Regions from separate parts of the Mus musculus genome. Here region 1 is linked to region 2. Evidence: chromatin contacts called from public HiChIP or PLAC-seq data. All regions are on one chromosome and are shown on one strand. Each heading gives the region's core, a stretch centred on a gene start, on an enhancer-like site or on the middle of the called end of the contact. The rest is flanking DNA. Distances are from core to core; before and after follow the strand shown.

Region 1 (6,415 bases), core at 3,312-5,811, 1.3 Mb after region 2:
TATAAATCGTATAGTGCTAGACCCAGGGGTGCCTTCCTCGAGGGTTAGTAGATTTTATCACCTCAGTCTTATCTGGGATAAAGGACATTTCTGAAATCTTTTAGTCCAAACAAAAAGAACATCAACTTTTCATTCAAGGAGAATACAATGTGGGAAATTATGAAAAGGTACAAATACACGTTTCCCCCTGGCCCTGAGCACTGCACGGGCAAACCCTACAGAGCTCCTTGCAGCTACAAGCTGCTTCTGCCAGCTCCTTTCTCTGTGTGCCTTGGGAAACCATAAAGTCTCCACCATCAAATGCCAGCAGTAGAAGCTTTATGGAATCAGTTGAATACTTTGTGTGTACATATGTGGATATGTGCATGTGTTCATGGATGGAGTACACATGTATGTTGAGATACACATGCATGCCATACATGCACATGTGTCTGGGGCTCAGAGGACAATCTCAAATGTCATCCCTAATGCACAGTCCACGTGTTTTTGAAACAAGGTCTTTCACTAGCCAGGAATCAACAAATAAGCTAGGCTGCCTGGCTAGGGATGGCTTGTCTCCATCTGCCCAACACTGAGTTTCCAGACTTAGTGCCAGCATACCCAATTTTTTCCATGTGGCTTCTGGGAATCAAACTCAGCTCTTTGTGCTTGCAAGGTAAGCACTTTTACCAAGTGAGACATCCCCACTGAATGGTTTTAGAAGAATACATCATAATCACAAAGGCTTCTGGGACCACCTAATAAATTACTCACTCTTTGGATCCAAGCAGCCCATTGTCTGCAGAAATAAATCTTCTCAAGGCTATAATTTTGGCCCAAAGCCCAAGATGATAATAGATTAATCTTAAAACTTGGCAAAACATTAGCAACCCTAACAGTGAGGTAAACTGTTGAAATCACCAAGGGAAATTGAGGAAGCCTCACCCTCTTGTCCCAACTGTAAGTCATTCTGTAGAATTAGATGGCAGCAGATCTAAACAGACAAGTACTAATGACATGTAGGCCAGAGCTGACAAGCCTGGGAAACTCTCTCTTAGTCATATGATGAAAAACAGGTGAGAAGAGTGACCACATTAATCCTCAAATTCTGGGGTTGCTCCCCAAGTCCCATAGAACCAGGGATCAACAAGCTACTAGCATGAGAAATGTCAGGATGCATCCATCTTTCGTGGTTTCACAGAGGTAATGTTGAAAACAGACTAAGCAGTCACCCAACTTGTTCTGCCTCCTGCTTTCCTGCCAAGATGCTCCTTTGCATTTAAGAGTGCTATAGAAATGGGATCAGGGATGCATCTACTAAAGGACCTGACTCTTCCCACTCTCAACCCAACCCCCTAACAGTAAGACCCTTTAGTGAGGGAGCCTTTCATTTGTTTGGCTTGGTTTTTTGAGACAGGGTCTAACATTTTCCAAGCTAACAAACTCCCCATGTAGCCAGGAATAACTGACCCCCAGATTCTACCGCCTCAGTCTCTGGAGTACAAGGATTACAGAGGTACAACACCACATCCAACTTTATGAAGTGCAGGGGATTGAACCCACTGATTTATGTAGGATGCACAAGTAGTCTACCAAATAAACTACACCTATAGACCACAACAGGATGGAAAAGTCTCCCAACCCTGCTTTCCTTCTTATCTGCCCAAAGATGAGTAGATACTAAGTTCTGCCAAAACTAAGCCTTCCCAAGTCTTTTAATTTAAATCCTTTGAAAAACACATAATCTCTCTCATGACCTCCACATTTCTTTCAGGGGAATGTAGTCAGAAACAACCCTCTCACCTCTTCCTCTGAGATGCATGAAGAAGAGAATTTTTAAAACAAAAAGGTAGAAATGGATTCCCTTTCTGTGGGGAAAGCCACTTGCCTTCTTTTGCTTTTACCTCTTCAACTGTTGCCATGATATCTGATAAAGCTTTTTGTGAATCAAAATGGCCCCCTTTTGAATTGGAATTTGGGTTAGAATCATATTGCCCACATGCATGTGTGCACTTAAAGGTGACCACAGTTGTGGAAAGAGCTTATGTGAAAAGTAAGCGGTCAATAGCCTTTGCATTGATCCTTGTTCCGTGGCAACATTACTTCACAGCATTAACTATGCAATCGCCAGACAATTCGGCAGTTATATTAGGATTGCAGAAAAGTTACTGTTGTCCATTATTCACCACTTCAAATAATATTCACCATTAAATGATGGCATATTAATCATGTGGATTTCTATTTTTAATTATTTACTTATGTATTATATTTAGGAAGAGGGAGGGGCTTGTGCAAGCCAAAGGACAACTCGTGGGAGTTGATTCTTTCCTTTCGCCAAGTGTGTCGCAAGTGTTGAACTCAGGTCATCAGTGCCTTTACCCACAAAACAGAGACAAGGTGACTACTGAAAACCAAAGGTCAACTGCCGCAAAGACACTCATCTTTGAAACAGTATCTAAATTCATTTTTTTAAAGAAATGTTTATCTATCTGGAAGAAGCAGTAAGAGATTATAGCAGTATTTGTTTTTTTGTTTTGTTTTGTTTTCAGAAAAATCTTGTGCAGTCAGTCTTGTCAGGTATGAGTGGTTTTCAAATATCCAGAAACTGAACCTTGGGTGTGAAATATCTACACTCAAACTTCATTTGTATGACAGAAAGACAGATTACTGTAGTTATGTTCACATTGTTTGTTAAGTTAGATGCATGAAAATTGAAAATGAATTCTGTTATTGAAACCAGATCTTAAAGTGTCTGCTCTGTCCAACTGGCCTTCAAAAGTTTACCTTATATAATGTTGCTGAGCTGTTAGACTTTTGAAAAGTACCATCTATGGTGTTTTCATGTAGTGCAGTAGCTGCTACAATGTTATCTAGTCTCATGACAAAAATGGGCATAGATGTGCTGGAGAGAAGGCTCAGGTCTGCAGAGACCTCACTGCTCTGCCAGAGGACCCGTGCTTAGTTCCCTGCACCCATACCAAGCAACTCACAATCCCAGCTCCAGGGGATCCAATGTCCACTTTATGCCTCTGCAGGTACCCATATACAGTTGGCATATATTCACAAAGACACACACATAAACATAAATTAAAAATAGAAATAATAAACAAGTGGGCATAAAAAGTTTCATTACCAGTTGAACAGAATCTTTTACTGCTCAGAAGCATGAATATATAACTTATCTTCCTCTCTTGGGTCTTATATTTCTATTTAACTCACAATGCAACTTACCTAGGTACTAAAATTTTGCGAACTGTATCCCTTCTAATCTCAATGATATTGATCCCTTGGTTATTTTGGTTTTTGTTTGTTTCTTTTGTTGCATTTTTCATTGCTTAATCACTGGCTTAAAGCCAACTTGATCTTTAACCATTCCTAGGGAAAGTATTTCTGGTATGGTTGTTTAATAAGGTGAAATAGGATGGCATGGATGGAAAATACTTAAGACTATAACCTCATGTTCATTCTTCCTGCTGAAAGTTTTATTAGTTTGTTTGTTATTAGGCAGGGTCTCATGTAACCTAAGCTGGGTTCAAATTCCCTGTATCACAAAGGATGACCCTGAACTTCTGATCCTCCTGCCTATGTCTCTCAGGGGCTAAGATTACAGTTGTACGCTATCATGACTGATTTATGCAGTGCAGGGAGAGACCCCAAGGGATCCTGAAAGCTAAGCCAAGCATTCTGCCCACTGAGCTGAATCCTTAGTCCCATTTCCATTTTACATCTGCAAACCCAGATTTCTTCCAAAGAGACACACATTACCTGCATGATATGCTTAACTGTTTAACTAAGGAACTATTTTTAACTCTTGATCAAAGGAATCTACGCAGACAAGGAACACGTGTGGGATCTGTGAACATTGTTATGGCAGTGCAGGGAGTCTTCCTGAGTGAGACAAGGACAGATAAGGAAAGTACAATAAGAGGGTCCAGCAAAACACTGAGATATAGAGGTCACCACCACAGAGGGATGGAGAAAAGGAAGGAGATGGAAGTACACAGAGGCAAGATCTGGAAGCATACAGCCTGCTGATTCGTTAGATGGATGGTAATGGGAAAGTCATGGGACATCTGTGGAACTCACCAGTGTGACACAACTGGGGGACACATCTGAAATCCCAGATCTTAAGTAGAGGCATGTGACAGGAAGATCAGAAATTGAGAGTCATTTCTGATTACATAGTAGGTTTGAGACTAGTACGGGCTACTTTAAACCCTGTCTTGAAAAAGGAAGAAGAAAAAAGAATGGAGGAAAATTAGAATTTCTTGTCTAATGTGTGGGTAGCAATGTTACTGATACCGTCATGAATTATATTAGCATCAAGAAAAAGGGTAAGATTAAGATGTCTGTGCATTCTACCGATTGAGTCCTGTGTAATAAATAACTCCCCAAGTGAAGGGTTGAAAACAGCAGTCATAGATACCCTGATCTGCATTAGGAAGAGTATACTGGTGACTCCCATATTGCTTTCCTTTGCTGGCCATGACATCCTGAGTCAGGAAGGCAAGGGCTCCCTTTGGCATGGCCAACTCACAGGAAGTTAAGCTGGTGTTGGGTGCCAACCTCTGCTAGGCTGTTAGCTGGAACATCTATGTGGGCTTCCTGTGTGGTTTGGTACTATTTCCCCAGCAGGATATCTGGGGGCTAAAAGTACAACTGAAGTATAAACCACTTCCTGCAGCTTCAGTGTGGCACCAGAGGACATCCAGAAGATTCCATTGGTCAAATATCCATAAAGCTCAAACTCTAAAATAGGGTCACAGTCAATGCCTCTCAGTGGGATGAATGTCAACTCGTTTTGGTCATGTTTAGTTTGTCCATGGTGGTTTGGTTTGATTTGATGTCACTTTGCCTATATTGAAAGTATTGGGCTAGCCTGGACTACATAAGAATGTGTCTTTTAAAAAAAACAGAGATGGAGATGAAAAAGAAGAAGAGGCAGTGGGAAAGGAAAGGGAGAGTGAGGAGAGGGAATTTTGGATGGAAAACATCAAAAATGAATACAGAAGTAATAGGTTGGAAGCTAGAAAAATATGACTCTCTAAAGTTGCTTTCAACAAATATACAAACTATGAACAATGCTATAACTATTAAGGAAATTGAATCACTATTTTGAAACATTCAACATTTCTACAATGAAAACACCAGATTCAAATACCTTCATTAAAACAAATTCCTGGTGTCCCAACCCACAACTTGGGTGAAGACCTTCTGCTCAACCACAGGCCATGCTTTGCCAGAAGAATGGGTAGGATGCCCATGAACACCCTCCACTCTCTCTGTTCCAGCAGACCCAGTCCTCAAGTCTGTCCCTAGAACGTGCAACAGAGCACCAGCTGAAGTCTTCCCTGTCCATGCCTCCTGTGAATCCCACAGACTAAAAGAATGGATTTGAAAATAGAATCTATCCTTCTGCTACATACAAGAAACAACTTAAAATCAAGGAGAGATATTAGCTCAGAATAAGGGTTGGAAAAAAGATATTCCAAACAAATGGATCTAAGTAACACTGGAAAATCTAAAAGACATGGATGATTTTCTCTGGTACCATTTACCAGAGTTAAGTTAAGAGCAGATAAAAAAAATTAAACAGACCTATAACACCTAGTGAAATGGAAACAGTCATTAAAAGTCTCACAACCAAAAAAAGAAAAAGAAAATGAAAAATTCAGGGCCAGATAGTTAAGCACAGAATACTTTCAAAGAAGTGTTTACATAAATACTCCTCAAATTATCCACAACATATAAACAGAAGGAACATTGCCAAATTCATTTTATGAAGTCACGGTTACTCTGATACTCTAACCACATAAAGACTCAACAAACAAAGAGAACTACAGACCAGTTTCTCTTATGAACAGAGGTGTAAAAATACTCATTAAATACTTGCAAATCAAATTCAAGAACACATCAAAAAGATCATTCATTATGATCAAATAGGTATCATCCCAGAGGTGAAGGGATGGTTTGATCTATGAAAACAAGTCAATGTAATCCAACATCTAAATAAACTGAAAAGAAAAATCAACATGATCATCTCACTAGCTGCTAAAAAGAACTTTGACAAAATCCAACACCCTTTCATGATAAAAGGTCAGGAGAAATGAGGAGTATAAGGGACATAAATAAACAAATAAAGGCAATTTATGACAAGTCTATAGCCAGCATCAAACTAAATGGAGAGAACTCAAAGTGATTCTACTATAATCAGGAACAAGACAAAGTTGTCTAGTCTCTCTATATTTATTCAATATAGTACTTGAAAATTTAGGTAGAGCAATAAGAAAAATGAAAGAAATCAAGGGGATGCAAATTGGAAAGGAAAAAGTCATAGTATCAATACTATGATATGATATGATATGATATGATATGATATGATATGATATGATATATAAGAGACCCTAAAAATTCCACCTGGGAACTCCTACAGCTG
Region 2 (6,477 bases), core at 2,559-5,058:
CAACCTGGGTGATTAATGAGACCACGCTGAGAGCAAAGTTAAATTCTTTAAAAGAAAGTTTATTATTTATGCCTCAAAACTTCCTTTTTTGTTTAGTTATTGTTCTACTACTGGAAACACCATAGAAACAAATGCTGAAGTTCTACTCTGAGTCCTGATTCTGCTATAATTACTTTGGGGAGGTTATTTAACCCCACTAAGCTTGTGTTTCTACATCCTTGAAATAAATATTGTAATACTGACCTTATATGGTAATTTTGAAAACTAAATGCACAAAAAATTGCATGAAAATGTACTATAAGCCATAAAATGGACAAAGCGGTAGCTTTTTTATACCTACACATGATGTTCCTATAGCATTATACTAGATTCTCTCCAACTGCATGGCACAAAACGGAACACCAATCATAGGCATATTACAAAAAATAGGTTTGTGACTTTTTTAATTTTATATTTTTAATATAGTTTTGCTTTTAGGATTTATTTACTTTTTAGTGCATGGGTATGAATTTTTGACTGCATTTTGCCTATATGTACACCACATGCTTATCTGATATCTGTAGAGGCCAGAAAAGGGCATTTTCTCCCTTGGAACTGGAGCTGCAGGTTGTGAGTCATTGGATGAGGTCTGAGAGCTGAAATTGCACGCTCTTTAAGAGAAGTATGTATTCTTAACAACTGAGCTATCTCTCCATCCCATTAAAAAGATTCATTTAATTTTAATTTGGTGTATGTGTGTGTGTGAGTATCGGTATATGCATATGTGCCCATGGAGTCTTGAAGAGTACCTTTGCTCCCCTGAACCTAGGGTTATATGTCATTGTGAGCCACTCATTGTAGATGCTGAGAATCAAACTTGGGTCCACTGCAAAAGCAGCAAATGCTTTTAGTCACTGGGACCATCACTCCAGGCCCTGGTTTGGGGGTCATTTTTGTATGTGTGTGTGTAAAATAGCCTCTTCCAAGATGGTTGCACTATAATCTTAATGTGTCTCCTCCAATTCATGTATGGGAAAACTTAATCCCCAATACAGCAGATTTGGAGGTCAGCCTCTTGAGAAATGTTTTGGTAATTAGACTTTGTCTTTTTGAGAGGGCTGGTCTCATTAGCTGTGCCATTTTCTTTAAACTAGGACATTCTATCCTGGAGGCAGGAGGGAGAATCATGAAATTTACAATACTCAGGAAGTTCAGAAAGTTACATGATTTTTGGGTCCATCTAAAGGTTTTCCACCAGTAATAACTGCTAGGAAAGAGGGGACTTTTAGTAGAGCTGCCTGTAAGTGGGGCAGGAGCTCAAGGTAAACAACTTTCGAGAATCATGTCTCATACTGAAGTAGATTTTTCCAGTGATATAGCTTTTTTAAGCCACCTACAATATGGTAAGATAGATAGAATATCTTTCTATGCTCTAGTCAGTAATCCTGGTAAATTTCTTATATTTGCCCCTTGGGTGTATGTAATAGTTTCTTAAATCTCTGTTGGTATCATACCCGAAATGAATATGCATTTAATCATATATGCCCACGAAGTGTCAAATTATAGAATGCGTTTGTAGAATTGGCCTTCTTTCTTCTCTTCTGTCCCTTCAAACTCACTTTGCTATCCTGTGAATGAGGAATTAGATCTTCAGATTTTCAGTCTCTAAAGTGGTAATAAATTACCTTTTGCTATTTGTAAACTTCCCAGATGCTGCTATTTTGTTTCAGCACTATGAGTGCAGTCACTTAGGCTTGCTTGTACGGGGTAGGTTCTAATGCTTTAATTGGGAATCTGTGTGTGAACAATGAAGGTCCTATTCCCCCAATTAGTTCTTGATTAATCAATATAGATGCTAATGGTGAATGGCTGGGCAGAAGAGGCAGGGCTTAAGATCCCTCAGGCAGGCTAAGAGACACAGGAGGAGGAAAGGGTTTGGAGGGATGGAGAGTCACCAGCCATGTGACTATTTACTGCTTCCCTAAGCTGGAGATTAGAAACAGAGCTAAGCTGAGGGTAGATGTCTAATGTTGAGCCAAGAGAAGGTAACTGGGCAACTAAGCTAAGGGCAGATGTAGGCTGTTGAGCAGGGAGTAAAGGAAAAGCCACGATAGGTGTGGGAGGCTTAGAAAAGCCAAGCCACTGAACCACACTAGTTGGAGGAGGCTTAGAAGAGCCCAGCAGCCGAGCCATAAGGCAAGTTCAAAATGAGCACTGTGTGTGTGTGTGTGTGTGTGTGTGTGTGTGTGTGTGTGTGTCTTTTATCGGGGGATCCAAGGGAACCATGGTGGTGGCCTGGAGCTTAAAGCACCGTAGTAGAAGGTACACACTACATTTGCCAGAGGCTTTTTTTTTTCTGTTAATAATTAAATGTAGATTACAAATTTCTGCCTTATGAAGCTTATTTCATACCTTAAACCTTACTTTGATTTATTTCATACAAAGCCTAATTTCAAGCGTATGTATGTAGCCTTTCTTTCCATGAATCATTTCTGTATCTTCTTATTCCTTTTGTATTTTTCTACCTTTAGTCTCAGCCTATACCAGGACATCTCTTTCTTCTGGGTGAAAACACACAAGTACAAAGAATAAGAATGAAACAATTTGTTTTTCCCTAGACATAGGAAAAACAAAATCAAAACAAAACAACCTAAAACCAGATTCTATTGATTTGTTGTGTTCCCCACTGCACAAACACCTCAGTTTAGTGTTGAATCCCTTTTAATACATTTTTTTTTCTAAATTTCCCCATGAGAAAATTTCTAAATTCCCTCATTTTTCCAGGTTATGTCAGCAAAGATCTTTACATCACAAAGCTCAGTGCCGTTTCTCTTCTGGGTAAATATATTTCCCCTCTTTTTAGGTATTTTTCTCTGTTTCTAAAACTAAACTGGCAACTTCTGAAGTGAAGGACAAAGCTTAAGGCAAGAGAAAATGGCTTTTGTGTTTATATTAAAAAATCCAATACCTGTTTGAGCTTACTGTGAATGAGTGTGGTTATATGAATGAGAATGGCCGCCATAGAATCATACTTGGATAGTAAGATCTTACTCTTTTTAGCTAAATGGGACTTGAAATTCCCTGGTTTATTTTTATTTAAGAGGCTCTGTACTACTCTTGGAAACTGGCGTTTGCCAGATAACTGAGTTCAGAAGCTGTGGAGAAGTGTCCAGCTCAATGCTTAAGTGTTGTTTTCACAAAACACATAGCTGTGTGTTTGCTGCTTGCTTTGATTGCAACAGGAACCACTTCCCATTGTCACTTAGCTACCGTGTGTCTTTTATCAGGTCAAGAAACACAGCATTAAGCAAAGAAGACCCTAAGCTAAATGTCAAAGATCTGCATATGGAATCTCTGAGATGTCACCTGTAAAATGCAGGCATATTAAAGAGGAAGGGATGCCTCAAGAAATGAGCTCTGGTTACTTCATCTTCTGCTATAATATTAATGACACTTGACCTTCTTAATCTCAATTTTCTTCCTTTTCTGCATATGTTTGGAAAACTAGAAAACATATTTTTTATTTAAGATATTTCCATTCTTTGGGGAAAGATAATTATGTAAATTTGAAACAGAAAGTAATAGACATTTATTTCTGAGCCCAATTTATTTGAGAAGTTTTCTGTTATAGGGAAGTCTGTGAGCACAGACTCTTCAGTTTCCCATGTGTCTATTATGGAAATTGAATTATTTATTTCAATTATGCATTCAATAAAATCACACTCTTTTCAATGGATGTTTTCTTAATGAGGATAGCTGCAGTTTCAGAAAAAGCCTTTCCACACAAACTATCCTGCAGTTTACCAGAATTTGCTGCTGTACACCTTCATCTACTCTAGAGGGCAATAGAGTGTTAAAAATGAAAGATGTTTTCAATGATAAAATCTATAAAACCCTTAAAATCAATCTTCCCATAAAACTGAAAAAGAGGTGGGGGTGGAGGTGGACCTAGCCAGAGAAAGGTGCTCGTGACAGGATGATAATCTCAAACACAAAGTCCAGGGGGAATTAGGCAGCAATTGAAGCTGTCAGCTGAGTAGGTGCATGAAAAATGTAAGAAAACCTCCCCCAAGTTACATAATGTTGAGAACAACATATAAAAGAAAGATAGTAGCAAAAACATAAGAAAATGACAAAACAAAACAGCATCACGATCATACTCCCAATATAGTGGGAACAGATGTTTGAGGTTGGTCATTCTGAGATGATCACTGTGCAGATTATAATGATTCACCTAGACATTCCATGATGCTTAGACGATAGTGACCAGAGGCAGAGGAAGGAGTTGTCTGGTTCTTCATTTGGGATATTTGTACTTATAAACAACCCATCTTTTCAGCTCCATTTCACTCCTGTTCATTCAATTCTGGTCCATGGCCCTGCCCTCTTACTCTAGAGAAACAGGATGCTGACTGGACCCTACTGGCTGAGCTCCCCCTGCCTTCAGCTCTCTGTGCTAGTCTTCACTTGCCATCCAAGTTATTTCTTCATGATTAGTTGTAACTGAACTCTGCTTGTCCTTATGGTGCCATCTTCTCTCACTTTTGCCAAAACTTGCTTAGCTTTTCAACCAGTAAATCTCCCCTTACTCCCTCACACATCTGCAGGTTCATTTCCCTCAATCTTTAAAATATATTTGAGCATTTCTCAACCAACTTCCCCAACTTAAAATGAAAGAAAAAATAACTTTGCCTCTTCATTAAGCAACTGCCTAATCTCTCTCCTCTGTTTTTCCACATCTCTAATAGTAATCTATCATCTGTTTTAATTCACTTTTTAGTCCACTGCAGCCTGACCTTCATATTTGCTGAACTTGGCTTTGCCTGAATCTTTAAAGACCTTTTCCACAAATGGATCTTTTCAATATAATGGAATTATAGATCTTACACTTTTGCATTTGACAATTCACCTTGAACACTCTGGTTCCTTTTCTAAGCAACACTCCCCTTATTCTTCCTGAATATCTCTGCTGCTCAACAGCTAAGTTCTTTCCTATGCCAGATCTCATCATTCCAACATCTAACAATCTTTACTGGTTCTGAACCAACAACAGATAAAGTGAGTTCTCTGAGCCCTGCACAGCAGGCATAATTTTCAGTAACTTACCTGGGCTATAATAGTGAGGCTCAAATATAAGTATTTATAAAATGAATAAATATATCAGTCACTGAAAATAGTTCATTGTTTTTAAAGTTGTTACAATTTGGTACTCAGTGTTTTGTGTGTTTATTTGTAGATGCTGAAAGAAATTAAGCACCTGATGTGTGACCATTGTGATATAGGATACTATAGTGAATCAGGCCAACATGCTTACTGTTTGTGGAATAGCATCATTGCATATGGGTCTTTTGAGAACTTTATATCTTAAAATAATTCACTTTGCTATTCATTATTACAATGGTGAAAATATTTTCTATAAAAGGGTTGAAAATGTATTTGCTGAGTCTGATATTAAGTTGACTTGCAGCAAGTTTTATTCACTTTATTTTGGTCTATGCTGTTCTTCATGTGCAGTCATGCATTTGACCACTTGTGCAGAACCAGATACAGATGATATGCAAAGAAGTCAAGGTGGTCACAGTCTAATAAAAATCCATTTGATAAAAATTCTAATGTTGAATGTTGACCTTAATATGATTTTTCACATGTAAGAAAATGTGTTCCTCCTTTTTCCTCCATTGCTGGTGGGATTGCAAACTGGTACAACCACTCTGGAAATCAATCTGGAGGTTCCTCAGAAAATTGGAAATATATCTACCTGAAGACCCAACAATAACACTCTTGGGAATATACCCAAAAGATGCCCCAGCATGCTACAGGGGCACATGTTCATAGCAGCCTTATTTGTGATAACCAGAAGTTGGAAACAACTTAGATGTCCCACGACAGAAGAATGGATACAGAAAAATGTGGTTCATTTACATGACAGAAACTACTCAGCTATTAAGAATGAGGACAAATAATGCAGGCAAATAGATGGAACTAGAAGAATACCATCCTGAGTGAGGTAACTCAGACCAGAAGGATGTACATGGCATGTACTCGCTAATAAGTGCATATTAGAAAAAAAAAAAGTACCTAATACCCAAGATACAGTCCACAGAACTCAAAAAGTTCAACAAGCTGAAATGCCCAGGTGAGGATGCCTCAGTTCCACTTGGGAGAGAAAAGAAAGCAATCACAAGTGGGGAGGGAGGGAGGGACCTGGGAAGCAAAGTGGACAGGTTTGGGGGGGGGGAAGTATGGGGGGAGAGGAGAACATGATCTGGTATTGGGTGAGGAAAAAGGACTGAATCCCTGAGCATCAGCAAGTAGAAAGAATGGAAAAAGACAACCTCAGGAAATAGGAGGTTGGGGGACCCTCCAGAATGCACCAGGGACCTGGGAGGTGAGAGACTCTCAGGACTCAAAGAGAGAGACCTTAGATGAAATGCATGACAGTAGGAAGAGAGAACTTATATAGCCCACCTCCAGCAGGAAGACAAGACATCAAGTGAG

What was found. HiChIP or PLAC-seq counts read pairs in DNA pulled down with a chosen protein or histone mark.
Region 1: a RAD21 HiChIP or PLAC-seq map of pro-B cells shows a contact between it and region 2, with 20 times the contacts expected there. The contact joins two enhancer-like sites. A contact is called at or near these places in 2 of 15 datasets of contacts at CTCF or cohesin (the NIH/3T3 cell line and pro-B cells) and 9 of 484 Hi-C or Micro-C datasets (the AML12 cell line, the C3H10T1/2 cell line, DN2 thymocytes and 5 more).

What each region holds. Positions count from the first base shown.
Region 1 is chr3:21,906,695-21,913,109 of GRCm38.p6, forward strand. All of the region lies in intron 3 of Gm31813 (a long non-coding RNA gene), which reads right to left. Among named protein-coding and RNA genes, the nearest start is that of Gm31813, 54 kb to the right of the region's middle. Within about 2 kb of position 4,562, at least 58 of the 459 cell types and tissues checked have an H3K27ac peak or open chromatin away from gene starts, as enhancers often do. A contact at or near this core is called in pro-B cells, where this site is marked.
Region 2 is chr3:20,651,658-20,658,134 of GRCm38.p6, forward strand. No RefSeq gene overlaps it. Among named protein-coding and RNA genes, the nearest start is that of Gm31466, 150 kb to the left of the region's middle. Within about 2 kb of position 3,809, at least 5 of the 459 cell types and tissues checked have an H3K27ac peak or open chromatin away from gene starts, as enhancers often do. A contact at or near this core is called in pro-B cells, where this site is marked.